Linked DNA regions of Hordeum vulgare: region 1 is linked to region 2. A link is a contact called in public Hi-C data. All regions are on one chromosome and are shown on one strand. The core of a region is the stretch at or near the end of the contact, and the rest is flanking DNA. Distances in the headings are between cores, read along the strand shown.

Evidence for each region. Hi-C and Micro-C count contacts between places; a contact is called where the count stands out from the background.
Region 1: a Hi-C map of seedling shows a contact between it and region 2, with 3 times the contacts expected there. The contact joins two enhancer-like sites. A contact is called at or near these places in 3 of 6 Hi-C or Micro-C datasets (leaf and seedling).

What each region holds. Positions count from the first base shown.
Region 1 is chr1H:467,589,648-467,595,452 of MorexV3_pseudomolecules_assembly, forward strand. No RefSeq gene overlaps it. Among protein-coding and RNA genes, the nearest start is that of LOC123445882, 110 kb to the right of the region's middle. Within about 2 kb of position 1,489, at least 3 of the 3 cell types and tissues checked have open chromatin away from gene starts, as enhancers often do. A contact at or near this core is called in leaf and seedling, where this site is marked.
Region 2 is chr1H:467,460,192-467,465,794 of MorexV3_pseudomolecules_assembly, forward strand. No RefSeq gene overlaps it. Among protein-coding and RNA genes, the nearest start is that of LOC123445866, 22 kb to the left of the region's middle. Within about 2 kb of position 2,545, at least 3 of the 3 cell types and tissues checked have open chromatin away from gene starts, as enhancers often do. A contact at or near this core is called in leaf and seedling, where this site is marked.

The DNA.
Region 1 (5,805 bases), core at 239-2,738, 130 kb after region 2:
TTGTATACCCACGGGCCACTACCCCGTCACCTAATGTTACGTGCATAGTCTGAACCGTGACAACAATTTGTGTCCATGATTCTTCGAAATCACTAATTGAGGAGTTCGTCTTTCAAAGATCACTTCCATCTTTCTAGTTTGCGACAAGTGGTGCACTGCATGCGTATCAATTGTCCCAACCTTGAAGTTTTCGTTTTTTCGTAGATCCGTATTTTTAAAACAATTTTTCTCCTAAACCGTAGAACCATTTTCATCATTGGGTATTTCGCATCGAGATCTTCAAAACTAGGTCCCATGTTGATAGGTTTTGATGAATTTTCTCACTAAAAAACCGGATGAAAAAACCGTGGCTCTAGCGATAGAAAAAATCGTACCCCCCGCGAGAGCAAAACCATGCCTCTAGTAAAAAGAATGCATTATTTTGTTTTTACGGCCATACCTCTCGCGAAAACAAAACCGTGTCTCTCCTCAAAAAAAGCGTGTTTCTCCGCGCAAATTTTTATTTAACTTTTTGTTAGGAAGTTAAGAAAGAGCGGTGTAAAACCGAAACACAAAAAAAGGGGAAAAATCAATCTAAAATGCCGAAAACACGTGTGGAAAAATAAAAAACGAAATCCGAAAAAAACACTCAAAACACGACACATAGCGACGGTTGAGAACGCGCCAAATAACGGCGCTTGGAATTGCTTGCTCGAAGGCTCCTGAAGAAGCGCTCGTTAACTAGTTGCTGCCATTTCATATTCGGCGCCACATCGCTAGTTAACGTTCATTTTTGTGAACTCGCGCGTGTGCCGTTCATAAATGGGTCGGGCCATCTAGATGTTGGTTGACGATTTTTCTTTTCAAATTCTGTGAACATATTTATACATCAGTGAACTTTTTAAATTTCAATTGTTTTTTAAAGATTGTGAACTTTTCTCTAAAAATCGATGAACCGTTTATAAAATATTAAAATTCTATAAACTTTTTTGAATATCGAAATTTGATGAACACCTTTTGAAAAACGGATGGTTTCTTATCAAAATTGATAAACTATTTAACGATTCATGAACTGTTTTTTCAGTTCAATGAACTTTTTCAAAAAATTCATACACCTTTTTGGAATATCTATGAACTTTTCTCAAATTTAATGAACACTTTTCAAGTTTGACGAAGTTTTTTTCGAATTGACGAACTTTTTTCAAATTGGATGTAGTTTTTTTCAAATTTAATAAAAAAAATTTGAATTGACGAACTTTTTTCAAAATTGATGAAGCTATTTTAAAGATATGAACTTTTTTCAAATGGATGAACCTTTTTATTTAAATCTGTAAATATTTTTAAATTATATATTTTTATTTTCATAATAAATTTAAAATATTGATGTTTTTCAATGGGATCAACAGAAACAAAAACAGATCCAAGAAAATGGGCAGCAAACTAGTGGGCCGTCCAGGACAGAGAAGCTGCCGGCGCCCGATCATTAACGGACGCGTCCAGTGCTGCATAGGAGCTTCCCTAGTTGCTCCCCTGTTTCTTTGTTTTGTAAGTATATGTGATCGGCAAGAAATTGGGCCGGCCATTTACAAAGCACTAGAAGCAAGGTATAGCAAAAAATTGGCACACAAGTCTGACATGGACCAGTCTAGAGGAAGAAGTATGCGGAGGTTTTTTTACCGTTTTCTTTGTGTGATTTTTCTTCTTCTTGATTTTCTGTTTTTCTTTCTCTCTTCTGTTTTCCCCTTACTTTACGTTTCTATATTTATTATTGTTCTAAGTTTATGTTTACTTATACAATCTTTCATTATTCAAGTTTTTTTTACTTAATTATTTTGGTTTTTCATTCCCTCCTTCATTTTTATTAGTTATAATCTTAGTTTTTCTCTTTTTTGGTAATATATTTAGCTAATATATAAGGCATTTCAAGAAATACATGATTATATTTAAAAACAAACAACCACGTTATAATTACATGATTATAACGAACACTTTTTTTGACATGTACGTACATTTACAAAAATGATGAACATTTCTAGAACATATGACTACTTTTTGTTTTGCGGTTTTATGGTTGTACCTCTGCCTTTTCATTTTTTATTAGTTGTTTCCCATTATGTGAACGATTTCAAAATGATGGTCTGTGTAAAAAAACGTTATCGTCCTTTTTGAGTTACGTGTATATTTTTCAGCAGAACTAATTTATTTAATCATCAAGTAATAATAAGATACATAAAGTTTTTAAAAATATATTGAAACAGATTGTGACTATGTGTGTATATTTTTTTACATCAAATTTGTATATTATTTGCTATCATGTTAGTTTTATATATGATAATAATAAGATATAATATTGGTTTCTAAGTTTTTGTACAGAATAGAAACTGTAATATTTGGATATTCGACAACTACTGTGGCCATGTAGTCCAGACACGGGCTGCACATGACTATTGGACCTAACATACGTCGTATAAGTGCGCCAAGATATATGTGTTCCCCGTTTTTTTTTTAAAGGGTTATGTCTTCTCTGAGGAAAACCTTATTCGCCGCTCGTTGTGGCGAATCGTCAGAGCTTCACATAGGGGGCAACGATGGTCTAACAAAGATGGATTGGCCCAGTCCTGGCAGATCGCTCCGGTTTTGGGAAGAGATCGCCGCAGATTTTTTTCAGTTTTGAAAACTTATAGAAGGTTCCCTCCACTGAATTAGTTTTCGTTTTCTTTTTTTACTAGTATATCTTTTCTTCTTTTACTTTTTATTACTATTTTAGAAAATGTTCTAAATTTTCTAAAATATTCTTTATTTTTAAATAAAATGTTTTGGATTGTCAAAAAAAGTTCTGTATTTTTGAAAAATGTTCGTCACTTTTGAAAAATGTTCAGAAATTCCATAAATTGTGCTTCAAATTCGGAAAATGTTATTTAACTTTTAAGAAAATATTCTGAGTTTTCGAAAAACGTTCTGGATTTACGAAAAATGTTTGGTATTTCCAAAATTGTTTTTCAAATTAGAAAAATGTATTAGCTTTTACGAAAAGTGTTCTAAATTTCAAATAGTTCCCGTTCTTTTAAAATATTTATAACTTCAAAAACTGTTCGTGCGACAAAAAACTGTTCTCAAGATTCAATAAATATTCGGGATTTTCGAAAAATTGTCTGCGCTTCCAAATCTATTTGTTTTTTTTAAACCCGTTTCAAAATTTTATTCTAAACATACAAAATATGATCTGGCCATAAAACATTGTTCACGCTTCCAAATTTGTTCAGGTTTTTAAAATTATTCTCGGTTTCAAAACTTTTCTCAAAATTCAAAAAATGTCCGTGCTTTCAAATTTATTAGGGGTTTTACAAAATTGTTCTCCTTTTCAAAAGTTTATTCTCAGAATTCAAAAACTATTCGTGCTTTAAAAACAATTCGCGCTTCCAAATTTCTTCAAGATTTTTGAAAATTGTTCTCAAAATTTAAAAAACTGGTTGTTTTTTCAAAACTTGTTTGCTCTTTCAAATTTGTTCAGGGTTTTTCAAAATTGTTTTCTATTTCACAAATTTTAACACAAGCTTCAAAAAATGTTCGTGCTTTAAAATATTGTTTGCGCTTTCAAAAATCAGAAAATGTTTCTGCTTTTTTTAAATGTTATTGATTTTCAAAAAAAATTCTGGATTTTCAGAAAATGTTCTGGATTTCAAAAAACGTTCTTCAGATTCGCAAAATATTTCTGCTTTTCAAAAACTGTTCTGGATTTTCAAAAAATGTTCTTCAAATTCGAAAAATGGATTTTATTTTTACAAAAAATTTATGTATATTCAATAAATGTTCTTGAATTTTTAAAATGTTTTTCAAAAAATGTTCTTTTTTTGCAAAATCTGTTCTCAAGATTCATAAAATGTTCGTATTTTCAAAAAATTGTTCACGTTTATGAATTTGTTCAGTATTTTTCTAAAATTGTTCTGATTTTCAAATTTTGATATAAGATTAAAAAAATGTTCGTGCTTTTAAATAATTGTTCATGCTTTCAAATTTGTTCGTGGTTTTCAAAAGTTGTTCTCTGTTTCAAAATTTTGTTCTCAATATTTTAAAATTTTCGTGCTTTCAAAAATTGTTTGTGGTCCCAAATTTGTTCATGATTTTTGAAAATTGTTCTTCGTTTTAAAATTTGTTCTCAAGATTGAAAAACTGTTTGTGAGTTAAAAAATGTTTGCAATTTCAAATTTTTTCTCTAATTTAAAAAATATTCATGTTTTCAAAAAATTATTGGAAAAGTGAGCCAAAAGGGAAAAAAAGAAATACGCAGAAAAGGGAAAAAGAAACAGAAAAAAGGAAATTATTCAACTTTTTTGGACAAAAAAGAAGTTGGACTAGCCTAGTTGCCCCCGTGTGCGTGGGAGCAACCCCTGCCACAACGAGCGGCAGGTAGGAGTTCCCTTCTCTAACCCCTAAAAGAAGATAGCTAAATGATTCCTGCTGGGTGACCGGCTAGAAATTACGTCGATCGCCTCATCACACAATGTTGCACATGGGCCCGACTAAAAGGAAATAAAAAGGCGACGATTCGGCAACAGCAAGTGGATATTAACTATTACAACATGATCATCTCATACATCCAATATATCACATCACGTCATTGGCCATATCATATCACAATCATACCGTGCAAAAACAAGTTAGACGTCCTCTAATTTGTTGTCGCATGTTTTACGTGGCTGCTTTGGGTATCTAGTATGATCGCATCTTACTTACGCAAAAACCACAACGGAGTTGTGCAAATTGCTATTTAACATCTCCAAGGACCGCCTCGGTCAAAACCAATTCAACTAAAGTTGAATAAACCGACATGTGCCAGTCATCTTTATGCAATGAGGTTGCATGTCAATCAATGAAACCAGTCTTTCATAAGTGTACGAATAATGTCGGTCCGGGCCGCTTCAATCCAACAATATTATCATCGATAAAAGACTAATGAGGGCAGCAAATCGAACATCACCGTCCACAAAACCCTTTGTGTTCTACTCGAGATAACATCAATGCATGAACCTAGCTCATGATGCCACTGTTGGGGAACGTTGCATGGGAAACAAAAAAATTCCTACGCACACGAAGACCTATCATCGTGATGTCCATCTACGAGAGGAGATTTGGATCTACGTACCCTTGTAGATCGCACAGCAGGAAGCGTTAAGAAACGTGGTTTATGTAGTGGAGCGTCTTCACGTCCCTCGATCAGCCCCACGAACCGTCCCGTGATCCGTTCCGATCTAGTGCCGAACGGACGGCACCTCCGCGTTCAGCACACGTACAACTCGACGATGATCTCGATCTTCTTGATCCAGCAAGCAAGACGGAGAAGTAGATGAGTTCTCCGACACCATGACGGCGCTCCGGTGGTGGTGAGGATATACTCCTGCAGGGCTCCGTCCGAGCTCCGCAGAAATACGATCTAGAGGTAAAACTATGGTGTCTAGATCTGAGTTGCACGTGACAAAAATTGTCTCAAATCGGCCCTAAATCACCACTATATATAGGAGGGAGTGGGAGGAGGCTTGCCTTGAGGGCCAAGCCCTCAAGGGGTGCGCCGGCCAAGGGGGAGGTGGACTCCCACCCCAATTCGGTTTGGGGGAAGGAGTCCACTCCTTCCTTCCCACCTCCTCTTTTTCCTTTTCTTTTTCTTTTCATTTTGGTATTTCTATAAGTGGCGCCATGTGCCTCTTGGGATGAATCCACCACCCACTAGGGACTTGTGGCGCCACCCTATGCCCTTGGGCTCACTCCCGGGTGGGTGGGCCCCTCCCGGTGAACTCCCGGAACCCATTCGTCACTCCTCGTACACTGCCG
Region 2 (5,603 bases), core at 1,295-3,794:
TCCTTCCGCCAGAAATCCATTGCTTGCGCACAACCGGTGCATGGATCCACCAGTAGGGTGTCGTCGTTGCTTCATCAAAGACGATGCGGTCCGTCTGGCATGAACACGGTGACGAACGCGCAATTGATAGCCTGCAAGTGCACATGGTTAAGCTCTAAGAAAGGATTTAATGCTATCATAAACAAGATCAATCTTCGTCTTTCTTTTTGAATACAAGTACAGACTCTCGTGCACGCGGTGAGGAAGATGGCCCTCTTCGCCCTACGAATCCCTCCTCTGGATGAACTCCGGAGGCTAGGGTTATGCAGTCTGGACAAGTTTCTGGTGTCTGTGGGTGTGTGAACCCCGATACGATTTCACGGGGCCGAATTTGTCGACCAAGCGGTGGCAGCGGCACTCCATATGACCGCTCGCATAAGAAGCCGCGGTTGTATGGAACGTCGTCTTCTACTCTGGAGCCTCTACGACTTCCCCTGCTTTGGCTCCTTGCTTGATTCTTTTATGGTAGGTGATTATCACTTTAAGTGCGTGATTTCACTATCATTTATGGGGATGTTCTCCATATTATGGAAATTTGTACAAAAGGCATTATTTGAAGGATCAACGAAAAGAGATGCACACAGACAAGCCTAGCTATACTGTAGGAACAAAATGCTTAATAAAATTGTCACATAAACTATAATCATCAGCAACCCCTCCGCTGACGTGCGAGCTGGAGTACGCACAATGGGCGTCCTCAGACGCAAACATGGGGTGGCATGCCCGCCATGCGAGGCGACGGTATCCCTTGTGGCATTGGACGTTAGTTAGGCGGGGTTGCATTCTCCGACGCTCCGTATGATCAACTAGTGTGGGCGTCATAACCGCGTGGTGGTGGATGTCGGCTCCTCCAATGAGGGACTGATCATCGATCTCATGTCAACCGGCACAGTCCTAGTTGCGGGATCTGACGAGGAAGAGTAAGGCATGAGCTACGGCGGGAGCTCGACTCCCGTGAGCCGGCTAGTGTCTCATGTCCTACTGTAGCTCACCGTGACTGGACCAACACTCGGGAGTGCGGATGCCCACCGAATATCGGCACGGCGGAGGCGGGCGAACTCTACTTAAATATTGTTTTACGTTGGATCTAATCTTATAGATTTGACGTTTCTCATATGCGGTATTCGGTTTTAGAAGGGATTATATGAGGTTTGACCAGTCATTGTCTACAGACGCGCACGAACGCGTTCGTGGACATTTGAAGGATCGAATTTGTAAGTCCGTCTGTAAATGCTCTAACACACCCTACTCTATGAGCATCTTCTCGAGAGAGATTGACGTAAATCATCAGAGAAGTCTCGTTGTTGAGGAAAACACGGTCTCCGCTTTCATGGGACATCAAAGCGTGAAAATAGATGTATCTGAGTCTTGATGGCTTGTGGATGTCATTGTCCTTCTAACCATCCATCCAATCAATTAAACGCTGAGACAAGTGTATTAAAACTCCGTGTCAGCGTGCACCACTCACAACAGGTAATTAATAGTAGTACACAATCGTAGCTAAGAGCATCTATAGCCGGACCCTTAAATGACCCTTCATACGGCGGACGCGTCCGGTCAGTGATCAAACAGGAGAAAGAACATGAAAAGTGACTCAACCGGACCCTTCATATCGTTCTTATATGTCTGGACTGTTCGTAAACCCTCATATCCATTTCAAATATGAAGAGGATACGAGCGCTTCGGATGTGTCCGGTCAGTCTGTCACATAGGACGTGTCCTCACCGTGGATCACTTTTTTCTTTTATTTATTCATTCTTTTCTTCCTCTATCTTCTTCTTTATCAATCACGTGTAAGTGACCGAACATATGAGAAAAAAAAAGAATGCGGCTGCACGAACGGACAAATAAAGAACACGTCCTGTCACTAACCGGACACGTGCGCTAACACGTCTAAGCACGGCGCTCCATTGCTCGGAGCACTTAATCAGTCGGTTCTATTATGAAATTCGGAAAACATGTTTATTTATGCGGGTACTATACTACAACTACAACTAGTACTATTAGCTTATTCCACGGGTGCTAATGCTGGTACGTAGTACCGGCAATGCTTTTAGCGCACAATCACAGATCTTTTCCCCGGTCTAGTTCAGCTTTTGCATATAAAACGACGAAAAAAAAAAAGCTTTTGCATATAAAAGGGTGACCACTCACTTCTCTAGTTCTCTTCCCCTTGATTTTCTCCAAAATGAAGGGAGAGACGGGTATCCCTTGCTAGATTCGGTAGAAAGAGACTACATCAGCCCTGATAATAATAAAAGTAGGTCGAGCTAACCCCGCACTCGGAGCGGGCGAAAGCTCCGTTTTCAATTTTTATTCGGCGCAATTGACACTTGACATGCTCACTTCGGTGCGCAGGCAGTAAAGAAATGCGCTGCAAGACCGACCACCCCGTAGGCAACTGGCCGGACGGAATTATTGGTGTGTGTAAGTGTAAACCGGGCAGGGCTGGTGCAGTTTCCTGGCAGGGGGCCGCGAGTAGTTTAACCCCCACCACCCATCAGAATACTCCGCGATACCCCTCGTGCATGCATCAGTTTCGTTCAGTGTATGCGGAGCTGCGTGCTGCGGGCCATAGACCGGTCAAAAACACCAGCTGCCGAGAGCCGTGGATTCTCTCAGTCCGGTCAGATGGGAACCCAGCAACAACTGATCGCTGAGGCGACGTCATGGAACTGAGAGACGCCACAGCCACAGCCTGCGTTACTCCTCCAGTTTACGTGCCGCCGCCACTGACTCCGGCGCTGCCTCAAAGGCCGTTCCAGTCAGTAGCAGGCAGCTGCCCATCACCGTTGGGGACGGGCCGCTCTGCCAGCTACTACAATTGCAACCGCTTTTTTCTTTTTTTGAAACAAACAATTGCAACCGTTTTCAACACGTCTATGTACTACGTATATGCTTTTATTTATGCGGTGGTGTAACTCGGACGGTATTTTGTCTGTCGTACAAACGGGTTTGGCAGTGCCTTGCAAAAGGTACGACATGGATGCGTCACGTGTTCAGTGGTGCTAGTACCTGCATTTTTGCAACGGAAAATGTGAGAGGGAGGGACCATCCAATTATTCTGCGCGCCGGTGGAAACTGGGGGAGCTGCACATGAGTGAAGACGGAACGCTCAGTAATGGGCACATGCAACCACACCCGGTGGGGAACACACAGGCGAAAAAAATAGCCTGATTGTGGCAACACTGACTAGCTAGCTGGCTGTCTGCTCAGAGATTTGCAAAGCATCCACTGCCAGTTACAAAGTGACTTTTTCTTGTTTCCTGCCCTTGACAACGTTTTCCCTAACAGAACTGACTTACTTTCATTCTACGTTTTTCCTTCATCTCAAACATGATCAAGATTCTGGGTTCCGAACTAGTACTTCCTCCGTTCTGGGTTCGTGCTAAGTCAAACATGTTTAAATTTGATCAAATCTATTATAAAAATACGAACATCTACAACACCATTAGCTGTGGACGGGAAACAAAGGAGTATGTTCAGCCGTGAACGAAATAAGCTACTACTACTAGAAAGAGTATTGCTGAAATTGCTGCTCATGTGTTGGTGAAGTTAAAGGTATACGTCTGTTGGTTGCGGGTCGCTAAATATCTCCTCGTGCTCATCAACTTGCGTGGTCTCGTTAGAACAATTTTAACGGGGCGATCCACTTCGTCCGTCGTCGTTCGTTTAAAGTTGCGAGGACAAAAGTAATGGTCCAACACGTCGACCCATTTTTAAAATGCATCCGCTTCACGTCCGTACCGATCCATTTCCGGTCCAAATTTAGGATTGAAATGCGTTGGTGCGGACGCGCGCGCCCTCTCGATGTCTGTCCCAACCACCACGGTCAACATAATTTATGACGTCCGCCCTCCTCGGACCGATGCGTCAGCGTCCTCGGTCGGCCTTTTTAAATCCAAGCGTGTGGAGGGGGTTCGACCTCATGTGCTTCCAGACCCCCGTCCCCATCTCTCCACCCGTGTGTTTCCTCGTCGTCAACCCTAGCGAGCAGCCATGGCCAACAACGGAAACACCCCCGTCGTCTATGCCCGTGCGCTGCTTCTCGAGGAGGTCGCCTACCTCCATGCTAAGAGGGCCCTCGCGAAGGCGCGCGCCCGTGCTGCACCCTGCTTCGCCCAAAACAATGGCAACACCCCCGTCGTCTATGCCCGCGCGCTGCTATCGGAGGAGGTCGCCTACCTCCATTTTAAGAGGGCGATTCGCCTGGCGCATGAGCGCGCTCGTGTTGCGCCACCGCCGCCACTACCACTGCCCACGCCGGCAGAGCCCGCCCCCACACCCGTGCAGCCCGACCTCACTGCCGACGACAAGGACGCCTATGGTTATTTTTCCAATTATAATGTAATGGGGACGCGTGGACTCTCGACGGCCTTCGTGGACGGCTTTTAATGTTTAAAGTTTGTTTATTATTTTTGAAAATGATTTTTTTACGCGCCGGTAAAAAATAGGTCGGACCAGCATTGGGCGCATGCGCCGACCCAAACACCGAAGCGGACGTTGGTGTCTGCTGGGCCGACCCAAACGGACAAAAAGCGGACAAAATCACTGTCCATTTGGGTCAGCCCATTGGAGTTGCTCTTAGCGGACAGTCATGCCATATAAGTACTCCATCCGTTCCTAGATGTAAGTCTTTTTAAATATTTCATTAAAGGACTACATACAAAGCAAAATAAATAAATTTACATTTTAAAATATGTGTATATACATCCATATATATAGTATCTTAGTGAAACATCTAAAAAGACTTATATTTAAAGAAAGGAGTATTTTCCAAAAAAAAAGAATAAAGGGAGTATAACATTTCTCGCAAATATCTAATGACTGGACCACACATCAGATCGTAGTGACCCATGTCCCGTGTGTGTGAACTTTCACCCACGGATGCAGAAGAAATCATACCCGTTCTCTTGAATTTTATCATGTTTCTGAATTGAAATGAACATTCTTCCTTCCGGGTTGCTTTCAGGACCCTCATTGATGGGGTTGTACGTTAGGGGTAAGCCTACGGATCTCCTTTTCTTAACCCACCTAGGACCCCTCACGAACATAAATGTCTTTCAAGTCTCAGGTGCAGTCTTTTCCTTACTAGATAGCAAACGCAGCCAAAGACACGTAGCATGCTATAGTTAGGAAGAGAGTTATGAAGATGGATCTATGGTATAACAAACTCGATAGACTAAGATGGGTGAACATTGAAGAGGTGAGTCACGGTGTCGAGTGCGTCCACCCAATATGAAGTTGGCATGGATGACTGGAATAGGAGGGTGCGTGTGACATTGTTGAGAGTGCGAATAGAGCGCTCAGCCTTGCCGTTATGAGCCGAGGTATATGGGCATGAGAGACGGACATGGATGCAGTGAGTGGCAAAGAACATGGTGACTGTTGGTTTAAGGAACTCGGTCCCGTTATCCGCTTGCATGGCCACAAGAGGTCTAGAAAATAGTGTACGGGCGTAGGCGACAAAATTTATGAGAAGGGCGGCGATGTTGGATTTGTGAGAAATAGGAAACGCCCGCATGTAGTGCGAAAATCATCCAAAATAACAAGATAGTATTTCA